Regions from separate parts of the Anas platyrhynchos genome. Here region 1 is linked to region 2. The links are chromatin contacts, called in public Hi-C maps. All regions are on one chromosome and are shown on one strand. Each heading gives the region's core, a stretch centred on a gene start, on an enhancer-like site or on the middle of the called end of the contact. The rest is flanking DNA. Distances are from core to core; before and after follow the strand shown.

What was found. A called contact is a pair of places that touch in the nucleus more often than the background predicts.
Region 1: a Hi-C map of F1 follicle shows a contact between it and region 2, with 4 times the contacts expected there. The contact joins the promoter of COPS8 here to the promoter of ACKR3 in region 2. A contact is called at or near these places in 4 of 8 Hi-C or Micro-C datasets (F1 follicle, liver, skeletal muscle and 1 more).

Annotation. Positions count from the first base shown.
Region 1 is chr7:30,826,583-30,833,810 of IASCAAS_PekinDuck_T2T, forward strand. COPS8 (COP9 signalosome subunit 8) reads left to right here and starts at 5,407. Exons shown (of 8, transcript XM_027461488.3): 1 at 5,407-5,577; 2 at 6,069-6,139. The coding sequence starts at 5,500. It overlaps LOC110353914 (a long non-coding RNA gene), which reads left to right. Exons shown (of 3, transcript XR_011810767.1): 3 at 1-2,846.
Region 2 is chr7:30,577,347-30,584,369 of IASCAAS_PekinDuck_T2T, forward strand. ACKR3 (atypical chemokine receptor 3) reads left to right here and starts at 1,803. Exons shown (of 13, transcript XR_011810753.1): 1 at 1,803-1,893. IQCA1 (IQ motif containing with AAA domain 1) reads right to left here. Exons shown (of 19, transcript XM_027461157.3): 16 at 1-65.

The DNA.
Region 1 (7,228 bases), core at 4,157-6,656, 250 kb after region 2:
ATCACAGACACAAGGTCTTCTTTGTCAGGATGTCATGGAGAGGGAGACAGAAGAAGGAGAAGAGTGACTGCGGGAGAGGCTTGAGCACAGCTGCCTGGACTCCTTACCCCCCGCAGATCAAAGCCCGCCTTTCTAATTGCGCCTGTTATTACGCTCACCCAAACGCTCTCCCAGAGTCCCGGAGGCTTTGCAGGGGGAACAGGTGTTTGCAACACGCATGCGATTACAGGAGATTAGCGGGTTTAAAAGCCTGCCCTGGGAGACACTGTCATGCATCATGCTCCCGTCACGACGGCCAGGAGGTTTGCTGGCATGGGGTTGGGGACAATGCCATGGGGCAGCCTTGGGCAGAGGCATGTCCTCACCCCATTCCCCAAAATGCTCCCATGCTGGGCAAAGGATGCCCCTTCTATTCCCCCAAATTTCCCCCCAAACACCCTGTGCTGGACTTGGGATTTCCCCTTCTCCATTCCCCCAAATCTAGGGGATTTCTGGGATTTCCAATCAAGAGAGCTGTGTGGTGGAAGTGCAGTGAGGAGAAGTGATATTCTGCTGCTCAAAGTTATCCAAGGTCTTCATTTGGATTAAAATATGCAGAGAACAAAAACCGCTGGCCGAGGAGCTGGGGCTGTTTGGGAGGGGACAGAAACTTGGCCAAGGATCCTGTGGAATGAAGCAAAAACAGGAAAATGCATAGACATGCCTCGAAAGTCATGAAAACAATGTTTAGGTTAAATACACAGAGGGTCTCCTTTTCCCTTCGCAGGTTAAGAAGGGGCAGCCCGTGCCTCTAGAGCTGCTGGCAGAACTGGTCACCCCTGCTCATTCCCTGCTCGATCCAGGCAGGTTGCTTTGCCATGGCCCCATATGAATGGTGGGAGGAAGGGGACGAGGTCCCCTTCGTGTCCTTCCCTGCACATTGCTCTAAGTTAAATACGGTGCCTGAGCAGCGCTGTAAACACCTGCGTATAAAGTGCCACCTAACACAGAACAGCACATTAAATTTGCGGGATCCACTTTATTCGGAAAGCCAACAGAGCACAAGCAGCACTCAACGTTGCATTAAACTGTCCTGCGGTAATAAAAAGCAAGCAAGGCATTTCCAGCAAACAGGGTTCTCAGGCTGGAGTTGAAAGAACAGGGATGAAGCAGGGAAAATACCAATCCCCTAGAGAGCTCTTGGTTTATTGGAGTTGAAAATGATGCCCTATAAAAACAAACAAACAAAAATAAATAAAAAAAAAATATGGAGGGGAGAATTAATAGATTGGAAAAATAACTTGGACTTTCTTAGTGATGCCCCCAGCCCGCTGCTCTTTGTGGGATGCTCCAAATGCCCCAACACTGGAGCAAGCACACAGGGCGTCCCCATGTCAGGGTGTTCCCAAACCATCCCTGAGCTGTTTGGGTTGGCTGCTGGTGCTTCGTGAATATCACAAGGGGGGACCTGGTCGCAGGCTGCGACCTCACGTTGAGCACTCGGAAAAGGGCTCGGCGTAGGAAATGGGCTCCTCCGGCACGCCAGCCGCTCGCCGCTTCCTTTCCGCTGCGCACAGCTCGTAAAAACGAGGCGTTTGTCCACTCTGATTGCAGGGGCTGGTGTAAAACAGGCTTTGATGTAATGGGAGGAAATAATGTATTTAGGTACAGCCTTTAGTCCGGTCGGACGCAGCTCATATAAATCAGGGTACTGAGGAGATGGGGAAGGGTGTGGAGAAGTTAAACTTGACCCTTTACCGCCGTTTTCTTTAACTTTCACATTAAATTAACTTTCCTATTGTTCCGTATCAGTGTGCTGAATCTTATTTTCCCCATAATGATTCTTTTGTTCCCCTGAAAAGCTTTTGAACGAGATGAGAAAGGGAAACCTTTTGTAATCATCACTGCAGAGCGTGCCTTCAGATCCCAGTCAGCTCACGAAAGCAGCTGGGGAAATACAGCCCTGCCCCAACACCCCTGGTAATCTTTCTTGGAAATGGCTTGGTGTGACTCTGAGAACAAAGAACCGCTCCTTGGGACGGCTCGGCCCTGCAGAACTAGGACCCATTTTGGCTGCTGCATTAAAATTCATACGGGGCGTAAATGAGTTTCTGAGATGTTCGTGCCATCACCGCCATAAGGAGCTGAATAAAAATCACATTAAATATACTTTACACTTCCGCAACAGCTGGAAGCCAAGACTTAAAGTGCTTTTCAATCCCACGGGCCAAAGGCAAAACCAGGATCCTTTCAGTACAAGGAGATTTCCCATTAATTTAACCTGGCCAGATTTGCTGCGGGACAGATTCTCCTACGTGCTGGTCTATGTTCCCAGGCTGGGCTTTTATTTTGGTGCTTAAATTGAAGAGAAGCTCCCAAATAGAACAAATGACCCCGTGATGGCCGGGATGGCAGGTTGACCCACCTCGGTCACTGTCTGGAGGTGCAGGATGGTGCTCATAAAGCCATCGGTGCGGATGGGACGGGACAGAGGGGTTGGGAAGCACACGAGTGCGCTTCAGGAGCGGGGAATTTGTGGATGGATCCTGCAGGATGGGACTTGAAGGCTTGGGGAGAGGTGGTCAATGCGCTGACCGAGGCCTGGCAAACGCCTCTTGCAATGGACTGGAGCATAACCCTCCACAAACCAGCAAGAGAAAAATGAGAAAGAAAAACCCAAACCCGAAGCCTGATCCAAGCTCTCAGTCCGTCCTCCATAAAGGGTCCAGAAAGGAGCCATCCCCTGAACTTTGTTATTGTGTTTTGGTTACAATGCAGCCTTCTTTTACGTGTTAATCATTAAACCATGCTGAGCCTGGGGCTGATTTCATGGTTCCTTTTCAGGGTAAAATTCTCCATTCGCTAAGCTAGTCTGAACAGAGCTGAAGGAAAAATCAAAATTAATTTTTCCTGACAAGATTATTTCATTGAGAAGTTTTCAGACATCGACACTTTTGGTGATGCTGAGAGCGTAAAAAATGCAAAAAAAAAAAAAGCAAAAAAAAAAAAAATCCCCTCTAACATATTTCCTCCCCCATACTGCTATCACATCCTTATGCAGCTTTTGAAAATTTTGTCCTGCAACCAAAATGGTCAAATTTGCCTTAATGAAGCTACCTCCTAATGAAAACTGACCCATGCGTGATAACCCTCCACATATGGCTGTGCTACCTCTCCTTGCACTGGGTGTCTGGGGACATTTTTCTGTATTAACCAGCTTCGTCCCCTCCCGAAAGCAAATAATTTGAGCTCTTTGGACATCCCTGGCTTGGAACTGCACTGTGTGAGCAGGAGACGTCTCCTCGCCCAATGCTTGGCCTTGTCCCTGACAATTTAACACAGTCAGGGAAAAAGCTTGGCCCCAGGGGAAGAAAACCTCTTGGGAAGCAGTCATCAGGCCTCCAGTAAAAGAGATTTTGGCTTTTTGAGGGGCAGAAATCGTCCAAGGAGTTCACCTCCTGGCCATGGTTTTGGTGCATCACGGGCTTGCAGGGGGATGTCCCCGGGGCAGGAGGTGTGGTGAAGGGGGAGATGAGAGGCAGGAGAAGAGGGATGGGGGGAAAAAAAAGAATAAATAAATAAATAAATATGGAGAAACAGTATTTCTGGCTACTTCCACACAGAGACATTGCTTGTATCAGTGGTCCTGGTGGCTTTGGGAGGCTCAGCTAACAGCACTGGAAAGCACCGCTTCCTCCCTTGTCCCAAAAGCTTAATGAAAGACTGAAAAAAATAAACAAAAATGGCCTGGCTGCCCCAAAATAGAAAGAGTTTCTGGCATGAAAGGAGAGCGCGACATTCGGAGGTGGCCGGGAGCTGCACTGGGGAGAAGCAGAGCACCGCGGCAAAACCTCCGTCCTATTTCTTCGGACTTTTCTGCATTTCCCTTGCAGCCAGTGCCCTCTCGTGGGAAGCGCTCACAAACCAGCCCGATTTTGATCATTTTTTCCCAATCTCTGGAGCAATTGATCGCCCAGGTGAGAGGAGGAGCATGCCACAGAGCCATGGCTTTGCCCAGGCCTGTGAGTGCCACCGGGGGAGGCCTTTGAAGGCAAAGCTGGGTTTCAGGGCCTGGAGGGCTCAAGCGAAGGCTGTGGGGTTTGTAGGGGTGCCCAAGACCCCCCAGGCCCCTGCCCATGTGTGTGCTTGCTCGCTGTGAATCAACGTGTGGCCCTGAGGGCTCATTAAGGATGGCTAATTAACCATGGAAACCCTCTGTCCCCATCGGCTCCCATTCCAGGTCAAGGAGGGAGGGATTGCCTGTGGGCAAGGGACTAAACACATCTTGGGGTGCTTGCCTCCACGGACAGCATTATGACTCTGTCCTGTCATGGGGGATGTCCCACTGCTGCCCCCCACTCCAAAAATTGAGAGAATTGGGAGCGTGAGCAGCAGGTGAGAGCAGCACAGGGCCCAGCACAGCAAAGGGCCCTGGGGACAGGGGCGGCTGGCAGTGGGAGCAGCTGTGCCCTGGTTCTTCCCTTCTCCAACCCAAAAGCGCCGAGACCATCACCAGGGAGCCTGTTTTTGGTGCAAATGCTGATTTATAGGATAGGTGTAGCCATATGTATGTATGGTTATGTAAATGGACACATATATCCTCTAAACATGTGTGTATGGGGATATATATATGAGGGTATATGTATATATGGAGGTATGGGAACATTTATATATGGAAGTATGGGGATATATATATATATAGGGATATATATATGGGGATATATATATATATATGGAGGTATATATATGGGGAGATATATATATATATGGAGGTACGGAGGTATATATATGGGGATATATATGTGGAGGTATATATGGAGAAATATAGGGAGGTATACATGGTTATGTATATGCAGTATATATATGGACATATGTAAATGGAGTACATATGTGGCTATATCCATATATATACATGGATGATATCCAAATATATATAAATATGCATATATAGATGGACATACCCCATATACATACGTATACAGATACATGGATATACTCCATATACCTACATAAATATCCATATACATACATGGATATACCCCATATACATACGTATATATATACATACACAGATATATCTGTATATATGCATGGATATACCCCATATACATATATATATATCCATATATATACATGGATGTACTCCATATGCATACATATATATGGTTATATCTGCGTACATACATAGATATACCCCATATCCATACATATATGTATAAATACAGGGATATATGCATATATATACACGGATATACCCTTGTACATAGCTATATGTACCCACATACACACAGGGACGCACTCTTTACACATAAATTCTTTAATATTCACACCCACGCCCCTCTGGCCCCGCCCCCGGCGCTGGCCCCGCCCTCCCCGCAGTCCTCCAGAGCATAAGAGCTGCGGGGCAGAGCGGCCCGCTTGGCGCTGCGGGCGGAAGTACGGTGGGTGTGCGCCGGAAGTGAGGGCAGCCGGGGCCGCCGCCTGCTGTGAGGAGGAGGAGGAGGAGGCGGCGGGGGGAAGATGCCGGTGGCGGTGATGGCGGAGGGCGCCTTCAGCTTCAGGAAGCTGCTGGAGCAGTGCGAGACGCAGGAGCTCGAGGTGGGGACGCGGGGTGTCCCCCTCTGTGGGCTCACCGCTGCTCTCAGCCCGCGGCCGCTCCGCTGCGGGCCTGTGGCGTGCCCGGGGGTGGGGCTGTGAGGGGGATTTTTGGGGGGGGGGGGGGAACTGAAGTTCAGATCAAGGTAAATCAAATCACGAGTGCCTAGAACAGTTTGTGAGGAGATATGAAGATGGTTACCACTTCCCTGAGCAAGAGCTAGAACATAGCGTGGTGAAATGGCACTTCCTTGTCGATGCAGCAAAACAAAGCTAAATTCTCTAACTAAAACTTCAGGAGTGCACAAGTTACTCTGCATAGAAAGATACAACTATTTACAAAGTACTGCAGCAACTTGTCCACAGCTGTTACCTGATGTGAAATCAGCAACTGCCTAGGAGTGCTTGGTTTTACTGAACTTAGCTGCTTGCTTAGTTGGTAAGATGTCCTGCTTTTAAAAAATCTAACTAAATTCCTTGTGCCTGTTTTTTAGGCCCCTGGAGGAATTGCTACGCCTCTTGTTTATGGCCAGCTTCTGGCTTTATACCTGTTGCATAATGACATGTAAGTGGCTTGTATTAATCTTCAATTTCAGGTAGCGGATTTGTTACTGTTAGGCTGATCAGGGTTGACCTGTAGCTGCCAGAATGCTAATGGTTTGTTGTGGGATTAACAAAATGCATGTAGGTAATGCTGTGTTCTTGAAGTAAATTAAAGTCCAGACTTCAGCCTCACAGCCCCTTACTCTGTTGGAATATTTTCCTCTCTTGGCTCTTGTCCACCTTCCGTAACCGAAGGGGCAGATTTCAGTTGTTTAAGTGGTGAAATGGGCTCAACTGGAAAGCGTTGAACACTTCGGTGTTTGATTTGTGGCTTTTCCAAGCTTTACTCACTTTGAATAAGATTGCAGGCTGCTGCTTGTGTCTACAGCGTGATAGACAGCTTTAAACTAAAAATGAGGGACACTGATGGTTTAAAGAAGTTAAATCTGCATCTGGGTCCATCTGAATAATCTTTTAAATTTAGTCTGGTGGGCTGTTACTGCATCCCTGTATGAACTTGATTCTTTGCATTTAGTTTTATTGATGTGCTGCTGGTTACTTGTTCTGGCAGAGTAAAAACACTGCTGCATTCGATGACAAAGCCAAAGCTAATGTCAGGGTGGTGATTCCATGATTTGAGTGTTTTCTTGCATTGTAGCTGTATGTTATTTTGGGGCAAAATTCCATTCTGTGCTGATGTTGAATATTAGCTTTAGTTAATTCTGACTTGGTGTTGTAGAACTGTGCTTTAATAAGATGCAGTGAATCTTATTTTCTGTTTTGTGTTTTAAATCTTTTGGAGCATTTCTAATCAGTTCCATTCTAGATTTCCTCAGCTGTGCTCTAAAGATCGATGACTAGATATTTCAATTAAATGCATGTGAGAAAGCTGAGTTGAGAAGAGCAAGCACTCTAAATCTTTGATCCCCAAAGCAGGGTGCAGGCACACTACGAACACTTTCTTGTACTACTAACAAATAATGTTAAGCTGGAATTGCATTTTTGGCTCATCATTTTAAGGTTCTATTTCTGTGTTTTATATCAGTACAAAATTACATCTGTATAATTTCTAAATACACGTGTATTGGTGGTGGTGGTGCTTAGAAAGGTT
Region 2 (7,023 bases), core at 553-3,052:
GATTTATAAAATGTTTTTTCTGTCTCTCCAATCCACACGACTGAAGGCTGCAGCTGCTTAGCCACCTAAGAGAAAATGGGAGAGAGGACGCAAGAAGTTGATTAAAATGGCTACAATTTCATACCCGGGTGCCTGTAATTATGCTTTTGAATCCATATTTCAGCAGTTAAAATTAGCTTGGTTTACTTTTTTTTCTGGGAACGTTCAGCACTCATGGATAGTGCTGGCTCTGCTCAGTAGACCTGGCAAATCAAATGGTCTCTGTTTAGGAATCTAACGTGGAGAACCCAACCCAAATCAGATCATGCTGACTGCTATGCTTGTGCTGCATTTCCCAACCCAAATTCAGCTGCTAAAACCTGGACTTGGAGGTCAGTGGCAAGCAGACCACCAGCAGCTTTACACTGGTTGCCCATAGGATCCTTCCCCAGGTTTCTGAGGTCAAAACAGACGGGGAGAGAGGCACGACGTGGCTACTGAATGCTCATCTTTTGGTAAAATAGGCTGGTATGCAATCTTCTGGCTTACAACGTAGCATTTAATTTGCAGTTATCCAAGGAATTAAAATGGAGCCTGTTAAATTTGAAGGGGGGTCTGCAGAATTGGGCTTTCCAGCTCCAAAGTGAGAGCACTATACCTCTGGTTCACAGCAGGATGGCAGCAATGCTACAGGCTTTTTCACATCTTGCACTCTCCCTATTGCTATAGAAACGCCAGTGGTTTAGACATTCTACTGCCAAATTTTAATCACTTTCCAGTGGCTCTTCTGAGCTCTGCTGCTTCGCTCAGCAACAGAAGTGATGGCTGGAGGAGTCAATGGGTAACGAGGCAGCATTCTTCTCTCCTTTTTTTTTTTCTTTTTTTTTCCTTTCCTTTTTTTTTTTTTTTTTTCCCCAGTTGAAGCTGCTGTTTCCAGGAAGGAAGCATACAAAATCCATAGGTTGTATTTATCAGAAGCCTAGTGTTTGACTGACAGACAGTGCAGGAGGAATTAAGTCATGAACGTCTTCCCTCAAAGCCCCACAGTTCATTTTTATGGACACGTTTCAAAAACACCAAGAGTGCGTGTGTGCCTGTACAGTAAAAATGGATGGAAGACAGGGGAAAAGAATAGTAGATGAAAGCTGTTAAATTTACTTGCTCTGCTGTGCTGCCGATGGGGTGAGGTGGAAACAATGCCATCTTTGGCATGTGGCACTTTATTTGCAGCTACATGTCTCATGTCAGCCCTAGAGTATGTCAAGTGGTACCTCCGAGTTCAGAATGGCTTCATCAAGGAAAATAAAGCTTTCTCTTCTGTTAGAAAGCTGGGACTATTTAGCATTAATAACAGGGATTAAAGAAAACAATGCATCATATCATGAAAAATAATATGAATATCCTGCAAAAATGGATACGTGCACCTAGGCAGTTCTGTGAACATTTATCTGTGTGTAAAACTGTAAAGGGTAACTTCTCAGTCCTGCAATGCATTGAGTATGCAAGCTTGAATAAAATGATGGATTAAAATAGTACAGCAATACTAACTGCCCTTTTAAGGTCAGATGTTTTTATCTATCTTCTATTTATCTATTTTCAGAGGTCTGTTTTATATTCCTAAGCCTGCATACAGGTACAGTGGAGAGAGCAAGCTTAGGGTTTTCATTGAATTGAACCATGCAGCAGCCTTAGACACAGGTTTTTCTGCTGAGTATCCCGTTGTCTAAGGGCTCAGACACCTGCAGCAAATGCAAATCAGCCCCACTGATTTGCACTTGCAGGTGAATTCAGTCAGCACCTGGCAGGTTATAAATACGTCTGGAGGAAAGCAGAGAAGAGTAATGTTGCAGCGGTCATGTAGCAATGGTGGTGTGATGGGTGTTCTTTGGATAATTAAAATCTGGGAAGAAAAAGGTAAGCTGTAGGTTAGTTGCTAAAAGAAACTTGTGCCTTCTTAAAGAACAATATTTGCATTTCACGTACTGACTCTGAAATCTGTTTTAATGTGTGGAAATTGACTCAGAGTTCCTTATGAAATTCAGTACTGCTAATGCATGGGCTATCACCTGGGCTCTCCTGATGTTTCTCATGCTTCCCTTTATCTTCTGAAGCATAAGATAACAATAAATTTTTCGCTTTTGTTGTCTGTGTGTGCCTGGGGAGGATGTCAGTTGAGGTAAGGCGAGACTGCTCCCCTTGAAACCTACTTTTCCCTGGCTGGGGTTTGGGCTAGTGGCATGCTGTCTAGTCAAGTTTACCAGCTGCATGTGCATGCACTACCACCCTGGTAGGCTCTGTCACCATGGGATCTGCTCTTGCTGTGATGCATTCTCCTCTTGTTGCTCATGTTTATGACCCTGGTGATGTCTCAGAGACTGACATGGGTTACTGCTCCGTTTAAGTTAACATTAAGAAGCACTGTGTGTTTTGCTCTGAGAGGTGCTGCATCTGTATGAAGTCTGGGGAGTAGTGTAGCTGTTCTGCAGTGTTTCCTCCATACCTGTGTGTCTGATGCTGCAGTGTGATGTGATGTGGAGAATTGGGGTGGGGGAGGCTACTGAGGCTGTTGGAGCTTTTGGCAGGGGTTGATCTCTGCTCAGGTACTTCAAAGGGAACCATGTCATTTCTTCCGTGGGGCTGCTGCAGTCTGGAGATGCAGATCTTCCCTGTTTGGCTCAGAGGTGGCTTCAGTGGTTAGCAGCTCTCTAAAATGGAGCCTGAAGGTTTTAATCAGCCTACGGTTTCATTTTAACTCTTAAGGAAAAACGTTCAGTATTTTCACACCTTTTGTTGTCCTTTTTTGTCCCCTTTTTTCCCCACCAATTATGTGGAGATACAATGAAGAAGCTCAGTTCTGGTTGGCCCTTAAACAGGTATTTTCCTGGGCTTTCTGTTTTAAGGCAATGACTTAAATCTATAAAGTGGCCTGAATCTATTTTCCTGGCGTTGGTAGGTGCTAATGTAACTGAAGTCAGCACGCTGCTTTTCAGTCATCTTCCTATTGCCAGATCAGGCACCCAGAATCTATCAGCATCTAATTTACATTGTTGGCAGATAAGTAGCAGACTGCACATCCCCGTGAAAGTGCTTCATTTGAATTATCCATGGACAGTTTGAATCCATGGATAATTAAATGCACTGTACATAATTAATTTGTAATTGAAATGTTATTAGCTTTGCTGCATTCTCCAGTTTGTTGGAGCTGCCAGTAGATGGCTCCTTAACCCTTCTAATACTGCACTGAGACAGCAGCGGTCTGTGCTGCAAGCTGCTGTCTGATGGTCAGCTATGAGCAATGGAGGCTTCATTTGCTCTTCCAGGAAATCATTGAGAGACTTTTCTTGCTGTCTATCAATATACGAAGGTCAATCAGAATTTTTGTTAGCTTGGGTTAACTTTTTCACACGTGAGGGCCAGAGTTTAATAGTGAAATCAGTACACATCAAAGTACAGAAACCTGATACTAGCAGGGGCTGTATGCTCGTGGCTCCTCCGAACTTGAAGGTTTTGGTTAAATTTTAAGGAATTTTGTTAAAAGATGCAAGTCTAAGTTTTCCTGAAGATGAATTTGTTGCTGAAAACTGCTCAATCTGAAGTTTATATTCACAGAAATGCTCCAAAACAGCTAAAGCAGAGATGTTGAAATCTCCGATCAGACTTTAACTGCAGGAGAAAGTATTTCAGTACTACAGGGATGATGCCAATGTACTCTGGCTTCACAGAGAGGAAAAATAACTATAAATACTACTTTCTGACAGGATGCAATGAATTTTTCAACATTAGAGTAGCAGTGTAAAGCTTCTGTCATGGAAATAAGTCAAATTGAGCGCTGGTGATGTTCATTGCTTCCAGGAGCTTCCAGTGCCTGGGCTCCTAGCAGGCTGCACTACACCAAGATAAAAGTACTGCTCTGGACAGCTGGAAGAAAGGCTGAGGGTGCTATTCCAAATTTCAGTTGTAATGAAAGAGTAATTTTTGGCCCTAAATACAGATTTTTTTGATGGTGTACTAGATTTCAAAATCCTTGCTTCTAAATGCAAGGATTATATAATTTGGACTTGAATAAGCTCAATCATTTTTTTTTGTTAGTATAACACTTTTATTCAGTATTATCTGCTAAACAGCATAACCAAATAGCCTGATAATGCAGTCTCCTAATGATGGTGTTGAAATACTTCTGCAGCACTGTAACACTCCTCTTTCAGTACAGGCGGCTGCACAGCAATACGCTGAGCTGTCGATGCACATACACAACGTCTGTGCTGGTATTTCCTCCTGACCACTGCTTTCCCAACCTTTTAGCCTGGTCAGTGTTGCACTCATAACCCTTTCCCGTGTGTGGCTTTTCTGCACAATGTGCTTTCTGTTGCTGTGGCCCTGCTGAAAGAGGGCTTGTCTCACCCTGGCAGTGATTAACCTGATGGCTGCCTTATGGCTGCTAATGGAAGACCAGTGCTTGTGGCTTTTATTGCCTTGGAGTCAAGCCCTGTGAACTACCTGTGTTTTAACACCTCTGTGTCACTGAATCAGCCTTCTGTGTTTTCTCCATGATCCTTTCTGGATTTCCCTTAGTTTGTTTACCTCACTATCTTCCTTCATACCTGTTCTGTAAGCTGTAGCACTGCTGCAGCTGTGTTTGCGCCTTGATGGGAACAGGGGAGAGCCAAGCCCTTGGTTGGTGCAAGCTGGCAGAAAGCTCCATTTGAGCTCAAGCTGGCTCAGCAAATGGAAAATGTGGCTTAAATGAGAGATTCCAGGATGTTCTGGTTTGTGCTTGAAGGATGAGATTTGTTTTGAGAACTGCAGGGAATTATTTGGATGTTAGAGACGGATCTTTTCTTCTCAGAAGCACAGTTGACCTGGTGGACTTTGTCTTTATGGAGGACACAAGAGCTTGGGCCTGGCATTCCAGCTTCTTTCAATTGCTTTCCTATTCAATATTTATCTTCCCTACATTTCCTTTGAATAGGCAGATTGAAATGTTGGTGTTTTCCTGTTCTGGTATGAGAAGTCATTTCCTCCATATGACATTTAAAATGCCTGCTTTGAGTAACACACAAGTTTCTTTTTTGGATCAGGGCTGGTATGTCTCTTGCAAGTCTCCTCCCAGAAATAAGGGGGGTGGGGGATGAATTTGGCTCTTGCATCTGAAACAAATTAAAGCTTCATTTTTTCCAGTGCTGTTCACTTGTTTAGGGTGTCTCCCACAAAACAACTGCCAGCACTCAACGCTCTGTTATGGACGGAAAGTTTCCTGATGGTCATTTTATGCTCTCCAGAGTTTCCTTTCATTATAGAAACTCTGTTGTTTGCTGATATGATAAGTAAATGAAAATGCAGGGTTACTTCACCTCTATCACAGAGCACCATTAATTCATATTTAGTAAATCCTGGTGTTTAACAGTGGTTACATGGGTTGTATGATAAGAGAAACATAACTGCCATGTTTCCTGTCATTCACTTACAACTGTAGGCTTCACTAACTCACATAAGGCACTTCTGGAGAGCTGGAGCAGAAAGCTTGCTTGACAACATTCACAGTTGCTGTTTTAAAAAAAATAAAAAAGGCCAGAAGTCTCTGATTATAGAGATCAGGTGAATCCTTCAGTAATCATCTGCATGTAAAGCACTTCAACGAGGTGTACTGCAGTAGGTCTGACAGTAGCATTTTATATTTACAGCTCTCAGACTACATGTCAGCTGCAGGATACCATTTGCTTTCATGGCTCGTATGCTGTACATACCACTCTATTGTAGTCTTACAGTAAAGCAAGTATGTATACCTGATATTTTCACCATGGGTGAAAATAGCTTTTTGCAGGAAAGTATTTCATGTTTCTAATGTCAAAGAAATTGCAATGTGTGTTTGTCTTGCATTTGCTGTAGCTCAGGTAACAGTGGACACCTGCAAATCAGAATATAAAGGTTTCCTGTTCCTTCTTGCGTGATATTCTCAGTTAATCAAAACTGATTAAGAAAATGATGTCTAAGAGTAGGGTATAATCCAGTTTCTGTACTGCTTTAGAGCACAGGACTTGATTGTGCTAGCAGCTGTAAAAGGTGGATTCTCAGCACTACTGGAAGCATAGTAGATGGCCACAGAGCAGTAGGAGAATAAGGATTATTATGACAGTACTGCTCAGTGTGATGGCATACTTAGTGTGTCAGTGCTCTGACTGTTGCCAGATAACTTTCAGCTGTTGCTGCACAGAAAAAACTTGAAGGAAGGTGGATGTTTGTGAGGATATGGCTACAGGACATGAAGGGCACAGCATAAGCAGCTCTGAGCCATGGCAACTGGTATCATAGACCAAATCAAAGGTGGGAGCTGACTTGGTAGTTGACTGAGATGACAGGTAGGGTGGAGATCTCTCAAAGAGTTTCAGCTCATTAGTCAAGAAATAACTTGACCAAGCTGTTGCATGAAGTTATTCTGTCCCAGGTGCAGGACTATCAAACTGGATGGGATTACTGCATGCTATAAAGAAGCAGCAACTGATTGTAAAACAGGAGGAGTAGGTGGCCTTGGTAGGGACTTGAGTTTCCCAAAGACAAGGAAAATGACACTTAGCATCTTCAAAACCAGGTGAAGAGGGACTGTAACTTGAGAGGTGGCAGCCTGAGAGTGCTAGCTGTGTAGATGGAAGATCATTTCTAGTCTGGCTCTGAGCATAATCAACAGATGGGACAAATTAGTGACATGTCCATGTGGACAGAAGGTGGCAGGGAGAGGTCAAACAACCAAAGGAATCAAGAATGGAAACAAAATGTAGCTGATGTGAATGATGCTAAGACAGGTGCTATGCCAATGTGAGCTTGCAGAGAAAAGGGCATGAAGACAAGCATTCCTTGGGAAGAGAATATGCTGTGCTATTTGCTCTGTTATTAAGGGAGTGGAGTGTGGAGCAGTACTGCTGTTGCAGCTGGAATGAGTCACCTTTTGATAAGCAAGTGCCTGGACAGCCCTTATTCCATGTGATTGACTCTGAGCAACTTCTATCCTAGTACATTATGCAGATGCCCTGAAGTGTCATTGCTACTTTT